5 separate regions of the Mus musculus genome follow, and all the other regions are linked to region 5. Evidence: chromatin contacts called from public Hi-C and HiChIP or PLAC-seq data. All regions are on one chromosome and are shown on one strand. Each heading gives the region's core, a stretch centred on a gene start, on an enhancer-like site or on the middle of the called end of the contact. The rest is flanking DNA. Distances are from core to core; before and after follow the strand shown.

Region 1 (3,977 bases), core at 879-3,378, 290 kb before region 5:
AAAATATTATATATTTTGAGATTTTATATTATAAAATATATGTATGCAGTTTGTTCTAAGACCCTCCAAGGATACTCAAGTCCCCTATGTAAGATGATTTGATCTGTACTTAGAATCCAGGCACACTCTCCCACATTCGTTCAGCCACTTGCACACTGTTCATTACATCTATTGCCACCAGAGTATTATGCAAATCGTTGTTATATGGCCTTGTTGAGGAAATAATGAGTAGGGGGGGAATCTGACCTGTTCGGTACAGATGGAGGCTCTCTGTCTCTCTCTCTGTATCTCTCTGTATCTCTCTGTCTCTGTCTCTCTCTCTCTTTCTCTCTGTTTCCCTCTCTTCCTCCATCTGTCTGTCTGTCTGTCTCTCTCTCTGTCTCTCTCTGTTTCCCTCTCTTCCTCCATCTGTCTGTCTGTCTGTCTCTCTCTCTATCTCTCTCTCTGTTTCCCTCTCTTCCTCCATCTGTCTGTCTGTCTCTCTCTCTCTCTCTCCCTCTCTCTCTCCCTCAGTCTCACTGTCTCTGAGTATGTGCGTGCATGTGTACCTATATGCACACAGAGGCCAGAGCAAACAATGCGTGTCTCCTCTATCACTTTCCACCCTTTGAGTCAGGGTCTCTCCTTGAGCCTGGGACCTGTGGGCTTATTTAGGTTTGTTTTCCCCAGCAAGGCTGGCAACCAGCAAGCCCCAGCAATCTTCCCACAGCATGCAAGGCCACGCCCAGATTGCTGGGGGTGTGGCTATGAACTCAGGCCCTCGTGGTTGGGCAACAAATACTTGTCACCAGTGAGCTATCTCTCTAGCCCTGAAAACTTTAAAAATATTTTCTACACTCTGTTGTCTGAATCCCTGAATGTAGAGCCCGGGGATGCAGAGGGCAGACTGTGTGAGATCAGGGGAGAGCAAAACAGAAGGGACTGCTCAGGCGTGCCTGCAGTGTTTATGCCTGGCTGCATGTGTGCATCTGAGGGTACGAGACACGTCACTGTTAGCCATTATCCTAGTACACACTCTTGGTGCCGCTTGCTGCAGTTTTCCATGTAATCAGTCCTGGCAAGTAGACACTGGGCTGTGGATCATGTCTGTCAAGTTGGAACTCCGAGACGGCCATCCACAGAGCCCTGTGCTTGTATCGTCCTTGTCACTAAAAGGCATGGGGGCAAGCAAAGGTTGTGGCTCCTACACCATATTGCTTTGTTGCCTCCAAACCAAGATCTGCCTTCCAGACCCTGCACCTACATCTAGCCCGCCTGGGACCCTTCACATCGTCATACACAGTGAAGACAAGATCACCTCTTCCCTTAAGGCTCCTGCCACCAACCAGAGGAAGAAAAGCATCATTAGCTGCCCAAACAGCATGAGAGTCATGAGAGTTGTTGAGGCGGGGTACAATGGAGGCTGTGTGGCTGGGTACATAAGAAACAGTAGGATCCACCTAAGGCCAGTCAGAACATAACAGAAGGTCTGGCAGAGCTGTGATAGACATCAGGATGAAGGACTGAGCCACGGGCCCAGCCAAGGACAGGGACCTTAGTTTGTGACTCCTACAGGCCCAGATACTGTCAACTATGGTTGATACAGCTCAATGATTCCCTTTCATTCCCACCTTGTCCCATGTCCATGGTTACCTCTAAGGGAAGGCCTCTAGAGTGACAGTGTTCCCTGGGAGCATTCTCCCTGGCTTGACCTGATTCTCCATCCTGATGCCCTAAGGCTGCAGCAGCCCCAGCACCTGCCTTGGGGTACACTGGCTTCACTTTCTTATCCTCAGGGTTGTGAGCCTAGCCTTTAATGGCTATGACATCTCTCCAGCCCCAGCTTCACTTTCTGTGGTTGGCTCCTTAAGCTGCTTCATGGAAACTTCCAGCCTGCAGGCTGGAAAGGCTTGTCCTGATCTGTTGGTGTTTGGGCCTTTGTTTCCCTCTGGACAGGGAGAACTCTCCCAGTGTCAGGCTATAGGATGGTTTTGGTATATGGATGAGGTTTCAAATGTGATTATTGACTCACTTCATCTGAAACTTCTCAAGCGATGTCAGTGGAAAAACACATGTATCTTATTTGTTGTTGCCCTGGGCATCGTGCCCATGCAGAAAATTTCCAGGCGTTAAGGGGGGTGGGGGTGGGGCTGAAGTGGTGTTCTGTGAGGCTGGACTTTGTAAGCAGCAGATCTCAGCGTTCCCTCTGGCTTCCATGCTCCTTCCTAGGGGAGGTTTCCTAGTCTCCACTGGGATGTGGTTTCCTAGTCTACGCTGCAGGCATTACAGGTTCTTGAAGATGTCTCCAGATCAAAACACCTTGATGGAGGCATTTCTCGTGGCAAGATGCTGAGGTCAGGAGTCCTCAGAGCTCTGCAGTCCCCCATATTACATCTTAGTCTTCTGCTGCCAGGCTTCAGAGCTTCTCGGTGCTCTAACGCGCTTAAGCTGAGGGTGAGCCTCACATTCACAGCCAAGGGAGTGGCTGAAACACCAGGTGAGGAGCCAGCCTAAGGGCACAGGGCTGTACTCCTCAGAATGTGAGAGGCTGAGGTAGGAGGACTGCAGACTCAAAGCCTGTCTGGGATTTAGAGAGTGATTCTAGGCCAGCCTGGGCTACATAGAGAGTTCAAGCCCAACCTGGGCTATTTAGTGAGAGCCTGCCTGCTGGCCTGTCTGCCTGCTGGCCTGTCTGCCTGCCGACCTGTTGCCTCCCTGCCTCAAATTAACATATAAAATGAAGGCTGGGGATATAGCTCAGTGGTAGATCACTTGTATAGGACCTGGGCTTAATATTCTAGATAGATGAGAGAAGAAAGGAAAGAAGGAGAGGAAGAGAGGGGAAGGAAGGAAAATCAAGAAGGAGAAATGAGAGTGGCGAATATTGCTATCAGGCTGTTGGTTTGTTTTGGGGGGTATGCATCTTCAGATGCACAAGCCTCACCATTCCCACCATTCAAGAGGACTCAGCGATGAATATGGACAAGATTCCAGTGTGCCGGGAAGGTTGGGCCTCAGGAGAAGCCCAGCGCAGTCAGGATCAAACTGTGGACAGCCAGCAGACGGAGGGCATATACAAACCTCAGGAGTCTGCAGGCTGGACAGGCTGTGTGGTGAGCACCAGCTGACGGCAGGGCAGTTCCCCTGGTCAGCTCAACATGGCTGGACGTGGTCTGTGGCCAGAAATGTGAAGGATATCCCCAGCCGCCTTCCTCATTGCTCTGGGTTACATACAGTGTGCAGAGCTGACAGTAACAGCTTCCTCAAACTCAGATCATCACAAAGGCATGGAGCCATAGGAAAAAAATGCAGGGGTAAGAGTGAATGGCCACAGCCATGTTGGAAAACAGTCTTCATTTGGAGTTGTTGGGTAGCTGTAAGAATGTCAGAGTGGGCCAGGCAGTGGTGGCACATGCCTTTAATCCCAGCACTTGGGAGGCAGAGTCAGGCAGATTTCTGAGTTTGAGGCCAGCCTGGTCTACAGAGTGAGTTACAGAATAGCCAGGGGTATACAGAGAAACCCTGTCTTGAAAACACACACACACACACACACACACCACAAAGAATGTCAGAGCGACAAAATGTGAGAAAGACTGGCCTGTTCATTGCTGACTAGAAAGTGTGCTGTAAGCCAGGGCATGTGGGCAGACTCAGTGGCACAGAATATGGAGAAGCGTTCTGTACTGAGCCATATAAGCCAAATAAGCACCCTGATTGCTTCCCAAGAGACTGACTGTGGACTTGGTGGCATTGTCCATTAGTACCACCACCATGAAAAACAGCAGGGAGTGGTCTTCAGAAAAGTATAAATGGAGCCTCTGTGCAATGTAGCAATCTCACTACTGGGATCAGCCAAAGGAGATGAATTGAGTGTGTCAGAGGCACACCTGCATGTACCTGTTCACTACAGCAGCCACAGCAGCCAGGAGATGGAACCACCTTAAGTGTCTGTCAGTGGATAAGCAGAAAGGAACTATGGAATGCTATTCAGCCATCGA
Region 2 (4,018 bases), core at 502-3,001, 330 kb before region 5:
TGTTTCTCTTCCTTGAGTATGTCCTAATGTTCAGACATCATCACTACTGTCTCACCCCCTACCCTGTTTCCCCAAACCTCCCTATTTTCACACATAAGTGCTTTGGGGTAATGACAATGTAGGCGTTTCAAAGTCCTATTCAAATGTCCCTTTTGCTAGGAACCCTTCCACTTCCCTGTGTTCAGCTTCAAAATCAGCCTCATTCCACACAAGTTCCTCCGGTTCCCATCTGGCACCTAGAGTGGAACACACTAGTCCCATGGTTCCCCTGGGCCTGTCTTCTCCACTCCTGGGAGCCGAGTGAGGCATGTCTCCAGGCTCTAGAGGAGGCATTCAGTGGTGCTTCTCAGTTGAGTGAATATAATTAGGGATCCTGCACAGGGAGCCTCAAACTCATTATGTATGGACTTGAACTTAGGATCCTCTTGCCTCCCCTCCACAGTGCTGGAGTTGCTGTGTGCACCCGTCCCTGGAGATGGAACCCAGGGCTTCAAGTGTGCCAGCCCAGCCCCACCCACCAGCCCAGCTCCACCCACAACCCTCTTTCACCTTTAGAAAACTTTTTCCATTCTTTTTTCCATACTTGTTTCTCTCCTGGGGTTCTTGGGGTTCCCAGGCATAGAAGTTTAGGGTTCACCAAGTCCTGTGGCTATCCTGTTCTTTCTGGGGAGAAAGAGGAGATTAAGTTACTATCAAGTACAGACCTATGCTATCCACGTAATCCTTATCCCCATGCACTAACTGGGTAGACTGTCCCTGGTCCATCTGCTCTTCCAGCTTACATAGTAAGGGGTGGTTTCCGGGGCAGCAGCTCACCAGTATCAACAACGTCCTCCCCCTCTTTTCCTTCCTTCTTGACAACTTCAGCATGTTAGCTTCTTCGGGCAGACTTACCTCTTGGCTATAAAAGAACCATAGCAAAGTTATACATAAAAGCCCAATACAATGCTGGAGAGAAGAAAGGAAAAAGACTTACCTTCCATGGGACTCTTTCTTAAATGGGGGGAGATTATTCCTAGAAACTCCTAGAACTATTTCCACTCAAAGCTCTGACTAGAGTTGTATCATATGGCCCCCGAGGCAAGGGTGGGGAGCATCATTACTGACTTGAAGCAATCAGGATCTCACTCTAGACCCAGGAGGGCAGGTGGATCCTAGATGAAAATGGGGGTTCTTTCAAAAGGATAAACACGGGAGGAAAACAGACGAACGGCTTCAGCTCTAACTGCAGGAAGCCACATCAGGTCCTCCGGCTAATAAAACCAGAGCAGGATTCGAATCCACCTCTTCAAGTCCCCAAGCCTGCCTCTGCTGGATGTGGACCTCATTTCAGATGGCATTTTCTAGAAAATAAAATGAGATGAAGAAACCCCTTTTCTTGGAGTGAACTAAGGCAATCTCTGCGCCTTCGAAGCCGGCTCTTCCGCTAGCCGTTTAGGGCTTTTATTAAGTTATGACTAATGGCGGGTGAGCAGCTAGAGACTGCACCCTCGGGCCGGGAGCTTCAACCCATTCTCTAGAGTAAACAACATCTTCAGATTCTGCGCCGCCGAGAAAATTCAATCGCGGCCCTTTGTCTTTCCCAGCTCAGGGCCTGGCAAGCAGGCTGCTGCTGGGCCCTGCTCGGGTTGAATAGAAAGGAACCTTCCAAAGCAGGGCGGGCTGTTTTGGGAAAGTGGCTGCTAATGGGGCCTCGTGGGGCGGGGGCCAGGCGCAGACTGAGCAGTTTGCATATTGGCTTTTCCAAACAACTGGCTCTGAGTCAGCGGTTAATGGAACGGGAATGGGGTTCCTGCCCAATGGTTTCTTCCAAACACCCATTTCCAATTGTAAGCATATCTCAGCCTTTCTTCTGGGGCTTGTTATGTCTCTGTGAGTGAATTGAAGAGGCAGGCCAGAGGGCGGGGTTCTGACTGTAGCTGTGTTCATCTGCAAACATTCTGAACAATGCTCTCGGAGGGGAGACCTCATTCAGACCCACCTTTAAGAGTCCCGGCTGGGAATATCATCTTTCTAGTCAGATGGAGATATTTTAAGACCACTGTGTTTATTCTCTGGCTCTAGCTACATTTGGGGCAGAAGTGGATTTTCTTCCTTCACAAAATGCGGACTGGTCAGGAATAGTGTAATCTTGTAATCTCAGCACCCAGAAAGCCAAGGCAAAAGGACTGCTGCAGGTTTGAGGCCATCATGTGCAACATAGTGAATCTGGGAGCAGCCTGGGCTACCTGGCAAGACTCTGTCTCAAAAGAACAAAACAAACGCTACAAATTCTATCTCAGAAATGCACAATAGTGCACGCAGAGTCGGGCTAAAGTTCAGACTAAAGGGTAAATGACTCTTGGCCCAACACTCTCCCACGACCCCACCCTCACCCCCACCCCCACCCCAACAACATGAAGGCCTTTTTAAAACTCCTTGGGTAAATTCTGCATCTGCATCTAGCCTGTTCCCTAAACAGTGATCTTTGCAGTCTGAGTTACTTAATCAATACATACTCGCCAGGTACAGAGTATTAGAGGTATCATCTTAAATAGTAGCAGCAGCTCATATATCCATGGTTCTTTCCAGGGACCAGGAACTCATTTTATCTTCTCAAGAGATCTAAGAAGTTGGCAATATTATTTTTACTCCCATCATGTAGATGAGGAAACTGAGGCACAGGAAATTAATGGGTTTGTCCAAGGTCACATAGCAGAGAAAGTGGTAGAGCCTGAGTTTGAATCTAGGCATCTAGTTCCTAAGCACGTGCTATCTGACCTCTTTGGGAATCTGATAGTAAACAGAGGACAAAGTGTCCCCTGGCTAGAGTGAGGCTCAGTTGGAAGAGTGCTTCCTAGCATGCACAAAGCCCTGGGTTCAGTTCCTAGCACCACATTACCACAGAGCTGATTATACATGCTTCTGATCCCAGCACCACGAGGTAAAGGCCAAAGTTCAAGGTCACTTTGCCTGCTGCTATGTGAAAAACTTTTCCTGGGGAGGCATAATACCCACATCTACTCATCCCAGATAGGAAACCCATGACAGACCAAAGTACAGATATCACCAAAACAGAGTTTGGCGAACCACTGGGTTTTATTGGGGCCATCTACAGGAATATGGCTGAAGGGTTACTTATAGGACGAGAAGTGACTCAAAGATAGCTGTACTACTGAAGCCCACCCCAGTGTGGGTGACAGCTCACAAAGTTGGAAATCGGAAGCACACTGCACAGCCTGCAGGCCGCTCAACAGGTTGTAAAATGCCTCAGTTGGTCTATACCTCTTCCGGGCAGCTGGTCTGGTCTCAGAGCCTTCTTTTATTTTATTTTTTCCAATTTTTATTAGGTATTTAGCTCATTTACATTTCCAATGCTATACCAAAAGTCCCCCATACCCACCCACCCCCACTCCCCTGCCCACCCACTCCCCCTTTTTGGCCCTGGTGTTCCCCTGTACTAGGGCATATAAAGTTTGCAAGTCCAGTGGGCCTCTCTTTCCAGTGATGGCCGACTAGGCCATCTTTTGATACATATGCAGCTAGAGTCAAGAGCTCCGGGGTACTGGTTAGTTCATAATGTTGTTCCACCTATAGGGTTGCAGATCCCTTTAGCTCCTTGGCTACTTTCTCTAGCTCCTCCGTTGGGAGCCCTGTGATCCATCCATTAGCTGACTGTGAGCATCCACTTCTGTGTTTGCTAGGCCCCGGCATAGTCTCACAAGAGACAGCTACATCTGGGTCCTTTCAATAAAATCTTGCTAGTGTATGCAATGGTGTCAGCGTTTGGATGCTGATTATGGGGTGGATCCCTGGATATGGCAGTCTCTACATGGTCCATCCTTTCATCTCAGCTCCACACTTTGTCTCTGTAACTCCTTCCATGGGTGTTTTGTTCCCAATTCTAAGGAGGGGCATAGTGTCCACACTTCAGTCTTCATTCTTCTTGAGTTTCATGTGTTTAGCAAATTGTATCTTATATCTTGGGTATCCTAGGTTTGGGGCTAATATCCACTTATCAGTGAGTACATATTGTGTG
Region 3 (3,787 bases), core at 692-3,191, 370 kb before region 5:
CCGGACACTTAGCTGTCTAGGTAATCAGGTAGAATGTCAGGGGATCACGGTGCTTTTAAACAGGTTTCGGCACTCTGTGACGCTGGCTGTCTACTGGAAGTTTTGAAATGTTAACCTTAACGCCACCCCCCGTCATAGATGAGGGGCATCGTGCTTTGTAACTTGTTTTTAATGTAATATTTTAGCTTGTTTAATTGACTTCCTAGACATTTAGTGCCTGAGAAATCACAGCTCAACACCATGCCTTCATTCCCAGTGAAGGCAAAAATCTCCTTAGGTTAAGAGTAAAGCCGGGCGTGGTGGTGCAGGCCTTTAATCCCAGCACTTGGGAGGCAGAGGCAGGTGGATTTCTGAGTTCAAGGCCAGCCTGGTCTACAAAGTGAATTCCAGGACAGCCAGGGCTATACAGAGAAACCCTGTCTCGAAAGAAACCAAAACCAAACCAAAACAAAACAAACAAAAACAAACAAACAAACAAACAAAAGGAGTGATGGGCTTTTCCTCACCGTGCCCTCCTAGACACACAATTAGCTAGTTAGCAGAGGCTACCTCTTTTCTGAGTCTTGGGAAGGGGGTATAGATGGGAAGGGGGGTTATAATTCTAATGCCATCCTAATGGTGATTTAGTGACTTCTGTAATAATGTATATTTATTTTATGGATTCTGTAGTAACTGCACATTCCACATTTATTTCTGTATAACAAGGAGACAGACAGACAGACAGACAGACAGACTGGTTGTGTATAGCTGTAGCAGAGGACATTAAAGAGAGATTCCCTAGGGCAACCATCAAAGGAGTTATCCTAAGGTAACTGACTCCCTCCTGGCCCCTGACCTCACCTCCTCAGAGCCAGAGTCGTCCAAACCTGCCGGATAGGTTTAGATGAGCGGTCTACCTTTAACCCCCTCTGATGCCATTAGCAGGAAGGAACAGAATTCCTCACTGCACACAGGCCAAACTTATCAGCAAAGCAAATGTTTATTGAGAAATTTGACCAGTACAAACTCCTCCTGCCCAGCTCCAGCCTCCTCCACCTCGATTTCTTTTATTTAAGCAATTGATATCCCTTTCACACACATGGGAGGGAGAGTGGGGGGGGGGGAGGAGCAGCCTGTTGGCCCTGCTCTAGGACTGACTCCCAGGACACAGTGCTTATATTAGTTGATAAGTAAGTAGATGGCTGCCTAGATGACCAGCCAGAGCCCCCACCCCACCCCCTGCCTGTGCAGGCCACCTCAGAGCCCTTCCCCAGCAAGCAAGGACAGAGACCCTGGCATTTGACAGGCTGGCTGCCAGTGTAACCCAGATGTACTATTCACACCTGCCCCTTGTTCACATCCTCAGGGTTGTGAGCTTCTGACTGGCTACCACTGCATACCCAGCCCCCATCTGCAGTCCCTGCCAGAAGTCGCCAGCCCCTTTCATGCCCGTGGGATCCAGTAGAGAACTCAGTGTTTAGAATCAACCCAGGCGGCTGGAGAGATGGCTCAGCGGGTAAGAGCACTGACTGCTCTTCCGAAGGCCCTGAGTTCAAATCCCAGCAAGCACATGGTAGCTCACAACCATCTGTATTGAGATCTGACACCCTCTTCTAGTACTTCTGAAAACAGCTACAGTGTACTTAGATATAATAATTCAAGGGAGGAGGAGGAAGAGGAAGAGGAGAAGAAGAAGAAGTATCGACCCAGGGCTTCCAAAATCCTAAGCTCTTCTCAGGCATTTCTGCTCCTCATCTCCAGTCCTCCCATGCCTGGGTGGGTCCCCTCCTGTCTCCCCACATCCCAGTTCCTTTAAACAGGTCCCCGTGTGCTCTTACCAGCCCCGGAAGGCACACCTGTCTCCTCATTAAGGCCCTGCCAAGTGTGACAAACTCACCCTCACCCAGCTGAGACTCGGGCCATCTGGGACTTTCCCGTGTCTTCTGTTGTTTCTAACTTTAACGTCACTCCGACTCAGCACCAGCTGGAAATTCCCAGCCTTCCCTGCTCTGGCTGAAGCTGGGGTCCTTGGAGAAGCAGAGACACTAGCTTCCATTGGAGTCACCTATGCTGACCCAAATCTCAAACATGGGACCACTACCTCCGAAGGAATAAGCTTTCCAGAAGGACCGCACTGTGATGACATCCATGATATTTATGATATGTATTCGTAATAAAATCACCTTTTCAGTTATCCTAAAATCCTGCCTATTCTGCTTTGGGTTGTGAAACACTGCTGTAGCTGAGTAATGGTTAAGTCATGGGGATTTTTTTTTTTTTTTTTTTTTTGCCTCACTTGTTTTCTTGCTCACGTCTATAAAATATTGCTTACAGATGTTTGAGAATTTATATTAAAAAGTGAATTCCAATAAAAAAGCCTGTTAATTCAGTGATTTAGCCTGATTCCTTAACATGCCCCCCCTTTAAAAAATAACATGTGTGCTTGGGTTGGGGGGGGGTGTCTTCCTGTTGTCATTTCCTGAGATAAACGTGTTGGGAAAGGAAGAACGTTGGAACAGACGTAAATATCACTTTATGTAACTGACGATGAAAGCCGAGTTTAGAGAGCCTGAAGAGAATGCAGTCTGACTTGCTTTGAAAGAGATTTATGATCATGGGGGCCAATGCTTTGTCTCCCACGGGTTCTGTTAGTGACTGTTAACTCCTTCAACTCCGAGTTACTTTGTGCAGCCAGAGGAAGTGGGATTGCAGGTAGATGGGAAAGGCAGGAGGTGGAAGCAAGTCACCCAGACAACACCAAAAACTACACACACACACACACACACACACACACACACACAGGAGCAGGTTGACCATCAAAGAGCCACATTTGATCATGTGGATATGTGCTTTATCTTGTATTACGTGTAAATATGTATGTCTGTACGTTTATGCACATGGGTATAGTGTCTGCCAGAAAAGGGTATTAGATCCCCTGAAACTGGAGCTACAGTTAATGGTGAGTTCCCTGATCTGGGCTGGGAACTGGATTTGGGTCCTCTACAAATGGAGCAAGCACCTTTAACCACTGAACCAACTCTTCTGCCCTGGATATATCTATTTGTGAATTTTTATTTCATTTCTATTTGTGCATAAATGTATTTGTCTGTGAGTATATGCATGTATAGGTGAATGCCCGTGGAGGCTGGACGAGGACATCACATGTCTTGGAGCTCAAGGCACAGGCAATCGTGAGCTCCCTTGTCTGGGTGCTTGGAACTGAACCTGGGTCCTCTGAAATAGCAGCGAGCACTGTCAAGTGCTGAGCCATCTCTAATTCTAACTGTGTAAACACTGTTGGGGGGAAAATATTCTTGGTTTATTTTACAAAGGAAGACACGGACAAAATGATAATAATTCAGCAAGACAGTTTCTTCTTGTAAAAAGGGTGACCAGATCGGCAACTAAGCTAGTAAGCACACTTGCCAAAATGACCTTTTATCTGTGACACAGGTGGCGGCTACATCTCATCCCAGCGGTGGGAACTTGGCTTCACAACACGGCATGCAATGGGCTAATCAGTACAAAGGAGAAGGGACAGTTCAGGTAACACAGGCCTTGGGCAAGCTGACTTCCATAGCAAAATGTGTCTCAAAATATTAAGCGTACTGATGTCCCAGCAGGTCTTTAGGTTATCATTTTTCCGTGTTATTATCAAGACTTTCCATACTGTCTTTTTATTTTATTTGTGTGTGTCTTCGTGTGCATATGCAAATGCGTGCAGGTGCGCATACACACGTGAATATGTGTGTGGGGGCCGAGGGACAGCTTCAAGGGTCTTTCTTCAGATACCACCCACCTTTTTTGG
Region 4 (3,782 bases), core at 567-3,066, 270 kb before region 5:
GGTAGATGTGGAGAGTGGAACCTGGGTCCTCTGCAAGGACACGTGTTCACAACCTCTGAGCCATCTCTCCAGCCCTAGTTAGTATTTTATTAATTTACATCTACTTGTCTATTAATGAGTACACACATACCATGGTGCTTATGAGATAGTCAGAGGACAAGTTCTTGAAATGAGTTCTTTCCTTTCCCCTTATGGGTTCTGGGAACTGAACTCAAGTTGTCAGCCCTGGTGGCAAGCTGCCTGCCTGCAGCAGGTGTCAGCCTTATCTGCTGAGCTATCTTGCCAACTCTGGGTATTACTATTTTGTATTATCTATTTAATTCTATATTTCTCTTCTTATTCTCTCTCATTTACTCAGCACACATAATGTATTTTGCACTTTCAAAATGTATGCAGCTCTGTCAAGATTCAGGATCATTTTTCTGCTTAGCAGACAGAAAAGGGAGTCTCAGGGAGGGGTAATTTGCCCACAACTTCTTAGTGTCCAGCCAAGAACAAACTATTAGGTCTCTCTGTTTGGAGCCCACCACCTTTGCGTGAGTCACATGCTCTGTGTCTCTTGAGTCACCAAATGTTCCACATTACAATAAAAGACTCATTGTGAAGCCAATACATGGGTATATAGGTCTCAGAAGTTATTATCCATAAATAGTTTTTGCCCATTTCTTTGTCTGTTTCATTTCATCCAGTGGAGACTGCCCTTCCCCTACCAAGAGACACAGAGCTGGTGAATGGCTCATCTTCTACGGGCCCTTGGCTTCATGGTTAATTCCCTACAAATAATTCAAGGATGAATATGTCTCTGGTCTCCTTTTTAGACCTTTATTCCCAATCAAGAAAAGGGGTGGGACCATTCCTCTCTCTTGAATTCATGTATTTGCACATGTGTGTACACCCATGTGTACATGCACATGCATGTGCCTGTGGAGGCCAGAAATCAACCCTCCATGCCATTCTTTAGGTGTGGTCTACTTTATTTTTGAGACAGAGGCCCTTGTTGTCCTGAAGCTCACCCATTATGCCAGGTTGGCTGGCCAGCTCCCATCTGTGTCACATTAGCCCTGAGATTATGGGCGTGTGCCACCATACCTGATTTTGTTTCCACACGGTCCTGGGGTATCCAGGTCCCATACTTGTCTGACAAGCACTTTAACCAAGTGAGCCATCCCCCTGGTTCTCCCTTGGTGGTTTTGGGAATGAATTTTCCTCATGTCGGGATCTCCGATGAGTCATTTCCCGGATCCTACCATATGACTACTTTGAGCATCTCGAATCACACCTTTGCCACAAGCATCGCCTCCGTGCCTCAGGAAGTGACTTCAGGAACATCCAGGCCTGTGGAGCTGCTTCAGGGTCAGCAGAAGAGTCTAAAACACCACAGGCAAAAATGGAAGACATTGTCAGCCAGGTTGTCCTTGATCTTCCAGGCCTGTCGGGTTCCTGGGGGTAATTCTAGTCAGAAGCCATTTACCACTCTGGGTTGGAAATCCTTTCTACCCTGAGAGCATACCTTCTGTACCTTCTTGTCGGCCCATCAAGAGGTGGGGACAATGAGTCCCCCATCCTTCACAAGAAACCCATTTTAAAGTCTTTACGCCACAGATCTCAGTGTCCTGGGGTATATCTAGGATCCTGAGACCCCTGGAGCACTTGAGTTTATTCATATTGAATGTGTGCCTTAGGGGAAAAGCACTTGAGTTTATTCATATTGAATGTTTGCCTTAGGAAAAAAAAAATTGCTCTAGGTTCCAGAAAATCTGTCCAACTATCTCCCACTGGGCTCCGGGATTCCTAAGATCTTCAGAAGTTGGGCCCAGGATCAACACAAACCCAGCTTCTGCTGCGTTTCCACACATTTCCACATATCCTGTCTGCCTAGCTCCCCGCTCTCCCACTTGTCTTTTCAGAGACAGTCTCATGTAGTCCAGGCTACCTGGAACTTACTCACTGTGTAGCCAAGGGCCCTCTTAAACTTCTGGTGCCCTTGCCTCCTTGTAGGAGGATCACAAACATACACAGTTTATATCGCCTCACGCAGCCTGGGCAAGCATTCTACCAGCAGCTAGCCTGTTTCCTCACCTTTACTCAGCTTGGAGTTCTCACCCCGAGCTCTCTCCTTGGGCTCTAACTGGAGGCTTTCGTTGCTTATGGCCATCTTATAGCATAGGGCAGACAAGCAGAGGACATATTCTTCAGACTAAAGCCAAGTTCAAATTCTGAGACTTTGGTTTACCAGTGGCTCATCCTAAGGAGTCAGTCTTTCTGAGCTCAGTTTCCCCTCATCTTCCCCACCTCCTAGTGGTAATGGTAAAATACAGAAGGTCTGTGGTAAAGGGAGCAAAAAGGTCCAGCTCAGCCTTGATGCGGTGGTCACGTCCCACAGCCCAACTAAACAGACTCCCTTGGTGCTTAGCACAGCTTTCTTAATTAACTTGAAATAAATCTTTGCCAGCTTCCTCGGCTGCCTGGAAGGAATTTCCCCTATGGTCCTGTTTTAGTAAAGAAAGAAGTCAGAAAACTGAACGGTCAGTAGTCAGCAGGTACTGAAGAGAGCTATGAAGTAAGCCGGATGCATCCGGCTTACTTCATAGCTCTTGGCTCTGTCTGGAGTAGAGGAAAACCTGGAATTACTGTAAGTTCATCATAGCAGCTGGTCCAAGCAAAACCCGCCAGACTTGCTTAGAGGCCAGCTCTGGATTGCAGCGATAGCTGTGGCCTTCTGAGAGGCAAGAAGAAATTATTTATCTAACTTTTTTTTTTCTCAGTCCCAACCAAGAATTTTCTTTGGCTCAGAACAATGTTAAGGGCCGGTTCTCATTTGCACGGAACTCATGTGAGGATATGAATCTCTGACAGTGTTTGGAGACTTCTTAGAAAGACAAGCACTTTTCTTTCCACGGGTGCCTGTCTCATGATTCAGGAATAATTATTCATCCAGGAAAGCTAATCCTCGGGTCTCATTTGTGCTTGGATTGTGCCAGAACTGCCCATATAAGCACACTGTAATTTTCCACCGCATGCCGTCTGGGCATCACGAAGAGAGCCACCAAAGGCCATTTACCCTCCTTCCAAATTGGCAGTCTTTGTCTACTTGAACCCATGTTAACCAATGTGGCACATTTTAATGCATCTCACTGTGTCAAGCTGTGGCAGCAAATTAGAGTGCAGATCTTAGCAGCTGCTTCTAGAGCGGCTGTCTGGATTCTTCTCTGCAGCCCCGATGCCTCATGCCAGCCGCAGAAAAATGTGCCTATTAATTATATGTCCTGGAGAGGTTTCAAGACAGCCATGCCTGGCTGAAAATGTTGCCTTTTGTGCCTTCGTGTATGCTCACACTCTCGAGTAAGTGAGCATATATGTGTGCAGGTATGACTGTACCTGTATACACACTTGAGAACAACCTCAGATGTTAGTCCTCAAATGCCTTTTCCTTGACACAGGATTTCCCACCTTGCCTGAAACTCAACCATTGGACTAAAGTAGATGGACAGGGAGCCCCAAGGACCCGCCCCTCTCTACCTCCCCAGACTGTTACAGATGCATGCTATGGAGCCTGACTTTATAAACATTTCATTTGTTTATTTACCCATCTATTGATACATTTACCTCTCTCTCTCTCTCTCTCTCTCTCTCTCTCTCTCTCTCTCTCTCTGTGTGTGTGTGTGTGTGTGTGTGTGTGTGTGTGTGTGTGTGTGTGTAGGGTTGGGAGAGGCACATGAATGTCCCTGAGTTGTAATGGAGGTCAGAGGACGACTTGCAGGAATCTATTCTCTCTTTCTCCC
Region 5 (3,994 bases), core at 685-3,184:
ACGTCTGTATTGCATACAAAGATAGGATTCCTTGACTTATCAGCAGTGTGAGCCTGTTTCCCGGCTTTGATGTAGGGTCTCTGAGTAGCTATCTTAATTACAATTTGGTGCTGTCTTTAGGCAGATTGAGTGATGCCAAAATGTGTTTTGAACTGGTCTTAAAATGCTATCACAGGAAATAGGACCAGATGGTAGGTAGTGAGGACAAAACCTTGAGGATTAGCCTGCAAGAGGGAGCAGGTACCTGGAACGGGTGAGCACGCTGATGGAATGCAGAAGCGTATCAAGGAGGAGAGGAAGCTCCTAACGCAGTTTCCTGTCGGCCTCAAACTAAACAAGACACTGGCATTGCTGTTAGGACCCAGCCTTGGAGACCTTGAAGCAGTTCACACATGGATGGAAGAATGGGCTGTTTAAAAAGCCAATGGCTTGAGGCATTTCAGGGAAAATCCAAGGAGTAAGTTACTAATATCTAGGGAGGTCTCTAAGTGGACAGTGCCCTCCCACATAGCTCCTTTCAGTGAGAGGATGGACCATTCACAGATCCGCCTGTGGGGGACAGGGGGTGCGATGGGGGTTGGGGGGAGAATTGCTGCAGGGTGCCCAGGCTAGGGATCCTGCAGAGCCGGCATTCTGATCCTCGTTTCTCGGTGGCTAGAGTCTGGAGCTGGGGATCCTGGGCTCGTGTGAGTCATTTGTCCTTGCCTAAGGGATCCCAAATCCTCTCAGGAGACTTCGGCCTCTGACCCAGCTCTTACTGATGTTCCACAGAAGTACCATCAGATAACCTGAGTCCTTCCAGTAAAGCAATCGGGCCAACATAGGCCCAAAGATGATTTAATTTTCTTATCTTTATAGCTCCTTTCAAAAGCTTAAGTTCCCAGATCCAGTTAAATTCCTTTGTCAGACCGCAGTTCTGACGTTGGCTGGTTCTGGAAATGTCATCTGAACAAGTAAAAGCAAACCAGCATGTAGGAGCCTTTGTGTGAGGAGGGTGTAGAGTTGAGGATGGGTACTGAGTCAGCTGAAGGTTCCAGGCCTCAGGCTATGCAGGGGGTGCTAGAGCACTTACCTTGTCTCATTGAGGGGCGTGGCCATCTGGGCCAATCCCTTTCAGATTCTGTTGCAACTCTCTCTTTCACTTGACCTTCACATTGACCCCTGGAGAAGACCCAGCCATATGTGTCATTTTTGTGTTCAGATGGCACACAGACCAGGTCGCACAGCTCATACATAGAAGGTTCCTACCTGTGCATTCTTAGCATCCTTGACACTTAGAATACTTCATCCCAAAGTATATCTGATCCTCCAGGAGGGTGCTGCCGCTTGGTTTGATGGTTGTCTCGGGCTGGGTGGATCTCTTGGGTTTTCCTCTGTGGTCTTCCAGGGGGACCTGAGAGATGGGGTGGCATCCAAGGCTCTGCATGATGGCCAGACGTGGTGTGATCCCTCAGCTCTCGCCATAGTGAAGGATGCTAAGTTGTCCCACACCAGCACACAGCTTCCCATGGCTGCAGCCTGTCTGCTGGGTGGTTTATATTCTCTGAGCTGGTCTGGGAACTCACCCTCTTTCTTCATTAGCCTTTGGGGAAGAGGCAATTGAAAGCATCTGGAAATGCAGGTTTTATAGACATTTCACAGAGACCCAGCCAGGCTCCATCTGCTTTTCTTGGCGGGTCAGCTTCCCTCCCGCTTGCCATCCCAGTGCCTACCCTTCATTCAGCCATGGTGTCTCTTCAGCTGCACTGGGTGGAAAGAGGAAGCAGGAAGGAGGCATCCCGGTATAACACCCTGAAACTACAAGGGATCGAGCAGCTTGTTGGGTTTAAGCTCTGGAGGAAACTGGTTCACCTTCTCTCTGGCAGCCTCATAGAGACCCATGCAATCCCCATCCTCTCCTGGCTGAATCTGCAAGTCACTCTCTTGGCTTGACTCCACACCCACTCCCTGCCATCAAAGGCTGCCCAGGCCACCCTGAACCCTCAGGTTCAGACAGACAGTCCAGGCTGGATCGTGACAGGAAGCAAAGGCAGGTGATTTGTCCTCTCTCTGATTCAGCTTAGACATTAGTATCCTTCGACATGAATTATTTGTCTTGGTTTCTTTAAATTCCTAAGTGGATTATAATTTTTCTCTTGGTATTATTTGACAGCAGTCATTTTTCAAGGTTTTACTAAGTTCTTCAAATACTTGAAATTTTTGGGAGAAGTTTAGGAAAATATCGCCACCTTCAGGTGGTTTGCTGTAGTGCAGCTCTCAGCTCTATCCCAGGGCACAGAGGGTTATTTGTAGTTTTCCCCTCCCCTCCCCTCCCCTCCCCTCCCCTCTCCTCCCCTCCCCTCCCCTCCCCTCCCCTCCCCTCCCCTTCCCTTCCTCCTTCCCTGCCTCTCTTTCTTCTTTCAAAAATGAAGCGGTCACATTGGAATTCCCTAAATAAGATAGATCATCAGTCCTATTGAGGAAAGAAAAAGGGTTGGGGAGAGAAAGGAAAACCTTGAAGCCCCGCTAGCCATTGAGATCTACTGTCTCAAACTGGGTACATCCCCAGCTGCTCCATCTCATTTTGGAGGACAGGCCTTTTATGCTTCCTCAAAAGGAGCCTCCTGGGTTAGAGTCTGCTATCCTAACGGAAATCAGAAGCTTGGTCATGAACCCACCTCAGCTCCAGTAGTGACAGTAAATAACCTCATGACAGTGGGAATCACCCCGATGAACCTGGCACTTCCCGCCCTGCAGTTCTGTTTTAAGCTTTTCTTTCCATTTCGTAGCTGTTTGAGGGAGTGCACCGATGGTCTCTCCTCAAGTCGGGGACTTTTTTTTTTTTTTTAAAGTACACTGTAGCTGTCTTCAGACGTACCAGAAAAGGGCGTCAGATCTCATTATGGGTGGCTGTGAACCACCATGTGGTTGCTGGGATTTGAACTCAGGACCTTCACAAGAGCAGTCGGGTGCTCTTACCCCCTGAGCCATCTCTCCAGCCCAAGTCGGGGACTTTTACAGTCATGGAATAAAGAGTATCCATGACAGACTCTTGGACAGGCCCAGTTGATAATGTAGTTTCCGTGCATTCTCTCACTAGTCACTAGATTCTCATGCAGGGAAGGCACTGCCTTAGAATGGAGGCAGCTGGGGTAGAGAGGCAGAAAGCCCCAGCCAAGAAGTTTCTAGAAAGTGGATGGAATCAGCTGCAAATCCAGACTGAGAACTCAGCCAACTCCAGCGTCCAGGTCTCTTCATTCCTCTATGGTTTCCATAGGCAGTGAAGATCAAATGGAGCAGGGACCCGGAAGACAGAAACCTTGCTTCAGTGAGGAGGACTGTTGACCCCTCCAGCACCTCCTGTCTGTGACTCTCAGGATTTTCATTCAACCTTTCAGGCTCGTAGTGACAGTGACGACAGACTAGGGTCACAGAGGTAGAAAGAGGAGCTGAGAAACTCCAGATCCCAAGAGATCCTGCCTGTGTTGGGAGTCTCACATGTACACGGTTACCCTAACTGCTGTGAGCTGTCTTAAGCCACAGGAGAGTTTTACAGCGTGACCCATGCTTCTTTGCAGCCCAGGGGCTTGTAGTCAACCGAAGTAGACATCCTGAAAATCATACTTTTGTTTCCTTTCATGTTTTCTTTTTCCTTCCTCATGCCACCCGCCATGTTCCACAGTAGCTTTGCATGGACGGCTAATTGAGCCACATGACCCGTAAGGAAAAGAGCCATATGTTACCCTGTGTCCCTTACTTCCCTGTTCCCTTTGTTAGTGACAGCTATGTACAGCTCTTGCAATTACTTCTTTGTATTTTTTTTAGATGTAATTTGTTACCACTGTGTGTGTACATGTATATGCCATGGCTTGCAACTTTCGGGGATCAGTTTTCTCCTTCCGTTGTGTGATGGAACTCAGCCCTTCAGACTTTTAATGCCGGTGCCTTTTTACCCACAGAGCCTTCTCTTGGCCTTTGATCACTTTTGTTTTTATTTTTGTTTTTGTTTGTTTGT

What was found. Hi-C and Micro-C count contacts between places; a contact is called where the count stands out from the background. HiChIP or PLAC-seq counts read pairs in DNA pulled down with a chosen protein or histone mark.
Region 1: a Hi-C map of the N1E-115 cell line shows a contact between it and region 5, with 2.9 times the contacts expected there. The contact joins two enhancer-like sites. A contact is called at or near these places in 2 of 15 datasets of contacts at CTCF or cohesin (the NIH/3T3 cell line and large pre-B cells), 17 of 484 Hi-C or Micro-C datasets (the AML12 cell line, the AtT-20 cell line, the HL-1 cell line and 7 more), 3 of 115 datasets of contacts at active chromatin or transcription factors (extraembryonic endoderm stem cells, fibro-adipogenic progenitors and heart atrium) and 1 of 9 other capture datasets (embryonic stem cells).
Region 2: an H3K27ac HiChIP or PLAC-seq map of embryonic stem cells shows a contact between it and region 5, with 4 times the contacts expected there. The contact joins the promoter of Parvaos here to the enhancer-like site in region 5. A contact is called at or near these places in 6 of 39 promoter capture datasets (embryonic stem cells, hippocampal neurons, liver and 2 more), 2 of 15 datasets of contacts at CTCF or cohesin (the NIH/3T3 cell line and large pre-B cells), 2 of 484 Hi-C or Micro-C datasets (muscle stem cells and nephron progenitors) and 7 of 115 datasets of contacts at active chromatin or transcription factors (the NIH/3T3 cell line, embryonic basal ganglia, embryonic stem cells and 2 more).
Region 3: a contact with region 5 is called in an H3K27ac HiChIP or PLAC-seq map of embryonic fibroblasts, with 7 times the contacts expected there. The contact joins two enhancer-like sites. A contact is called at or near these places in 6 of 484 Hi-C or Micro-C datasets (bone marrow-derived macrophages, embryonic stem cells, liver and 3 more) and 6 of 115 datasets of contacts at active chromatin or transcription factors (the NIH/3T3 cell line, embryonic basal ganglia, embryonic fibroblasts and 3 more).
Region 4: a Hi-C map of muscle stem cells shows a contact between it and region 5, with 3 times the contacts expected there. The contact joins two enhancer-like sites. A contact is called at or near these places in 2 of 15 datasets of contacts at CTCF or cohesin (the NIH/3T3 cell line and large pre-B cells), 11 of 484 Hi-C or Micro-C datasets (the AML12 cell line, the AtT-20 cell line, the N1E-115 cell line and 8 more), 2 of 115 datasets of contacts at active chromatin or transcription factors (fibro-adipogenic progenitors and heart atrium) and 1 of 9 other capture datasets (embryonic stem cells).

Annotation. Positions count from the first base shown.
Region 1 is chr7:112,581,088-112,585,064 of GRCm38.p6, forward strand. All of the region lies in intron 12 of Parva (parvin, alpha), which reads left to right. Among named protein-coding and RNA genes, the nearest start is that of Gm24154, 35 kb to the right of the region's middle. Within about 2 kb of position 2,129, at least 16 of the 459 cell types and tissues checked have an H3K27ac peak or open chromatin away from gene starts, as enhancers often do. A contact at or near this core is called in the N1E-115 cell line, where this site is marked.
Region 2 is chr7:112,533,932-112,537,949 of GRCm38.p6, forward strand. It overlaps Parvaos (parvin, alpha, opposite strand), which reads right to left and starts at 1,752. Exons shown (of 5, transcript NR_154467.1): 1 at 977-1,752; 2 at 817-901; 3 at 550-663. The region is part of intron 1 of Parva (parvin, alpha); the gene reads left to right.
Region 3 is chr7:112,497,745-112,501,531 of GRCm38.p6, forward strand. All of the region lies in intron 1 of Parva (parvin, alpha), which reads left to right. Among named protein-coding and RNA genes, the nearest start is that of Parvaos, 36 kb to the right of the region's middle. Within about 2 kb of position 1,942, at least 96 of the 459 cell types and tissues checked have an H3K27ac peak or open chromatin away from gene starts, as enhancers often do. A contact at or near this core is called in the NIH/3T3 cell line and embryonic fibroblasts, where this site is marked.
Region 4 is chr7:112,601,320-112,605,101 of GRCm38.p6, forward strand. No RefSeq gene overlaps it. Among named protein-coding and RNA genes, the nearest start is that of Gm24154, 15 kb to the right of the region's middle. Within about 2 kb of position 1,817, at least 54 of the 459 cell types and tissues checked have an H3K27ac peak or open chromatin away from gene starts, as enhancers often do. A contact at or near this core is called in heart atrium and muscle stem cells, where this site is marked.
Region 5 is chr7:112,867,012-112,871,005 of GRCm38.p6, forward strand. The region is part of intron 9 of Tead1 (TEA domain family member 1); the gene reads left to right. Among named protein-coding and RNA genes, the nearest start is that of Rassf10, 85 kb to the right of the region's middle. Within about 2 kb of position 1,935, at least 59 of the 459 cell types and tissues checked have an H3K27ac peak or open chromatin away from gene starts, as enhancers often do. A contact at or near this core is called in the N1E-115 cell line, the NIH/3T3 cell line, embryonic fibroblasts and 3 more, where this site is marked.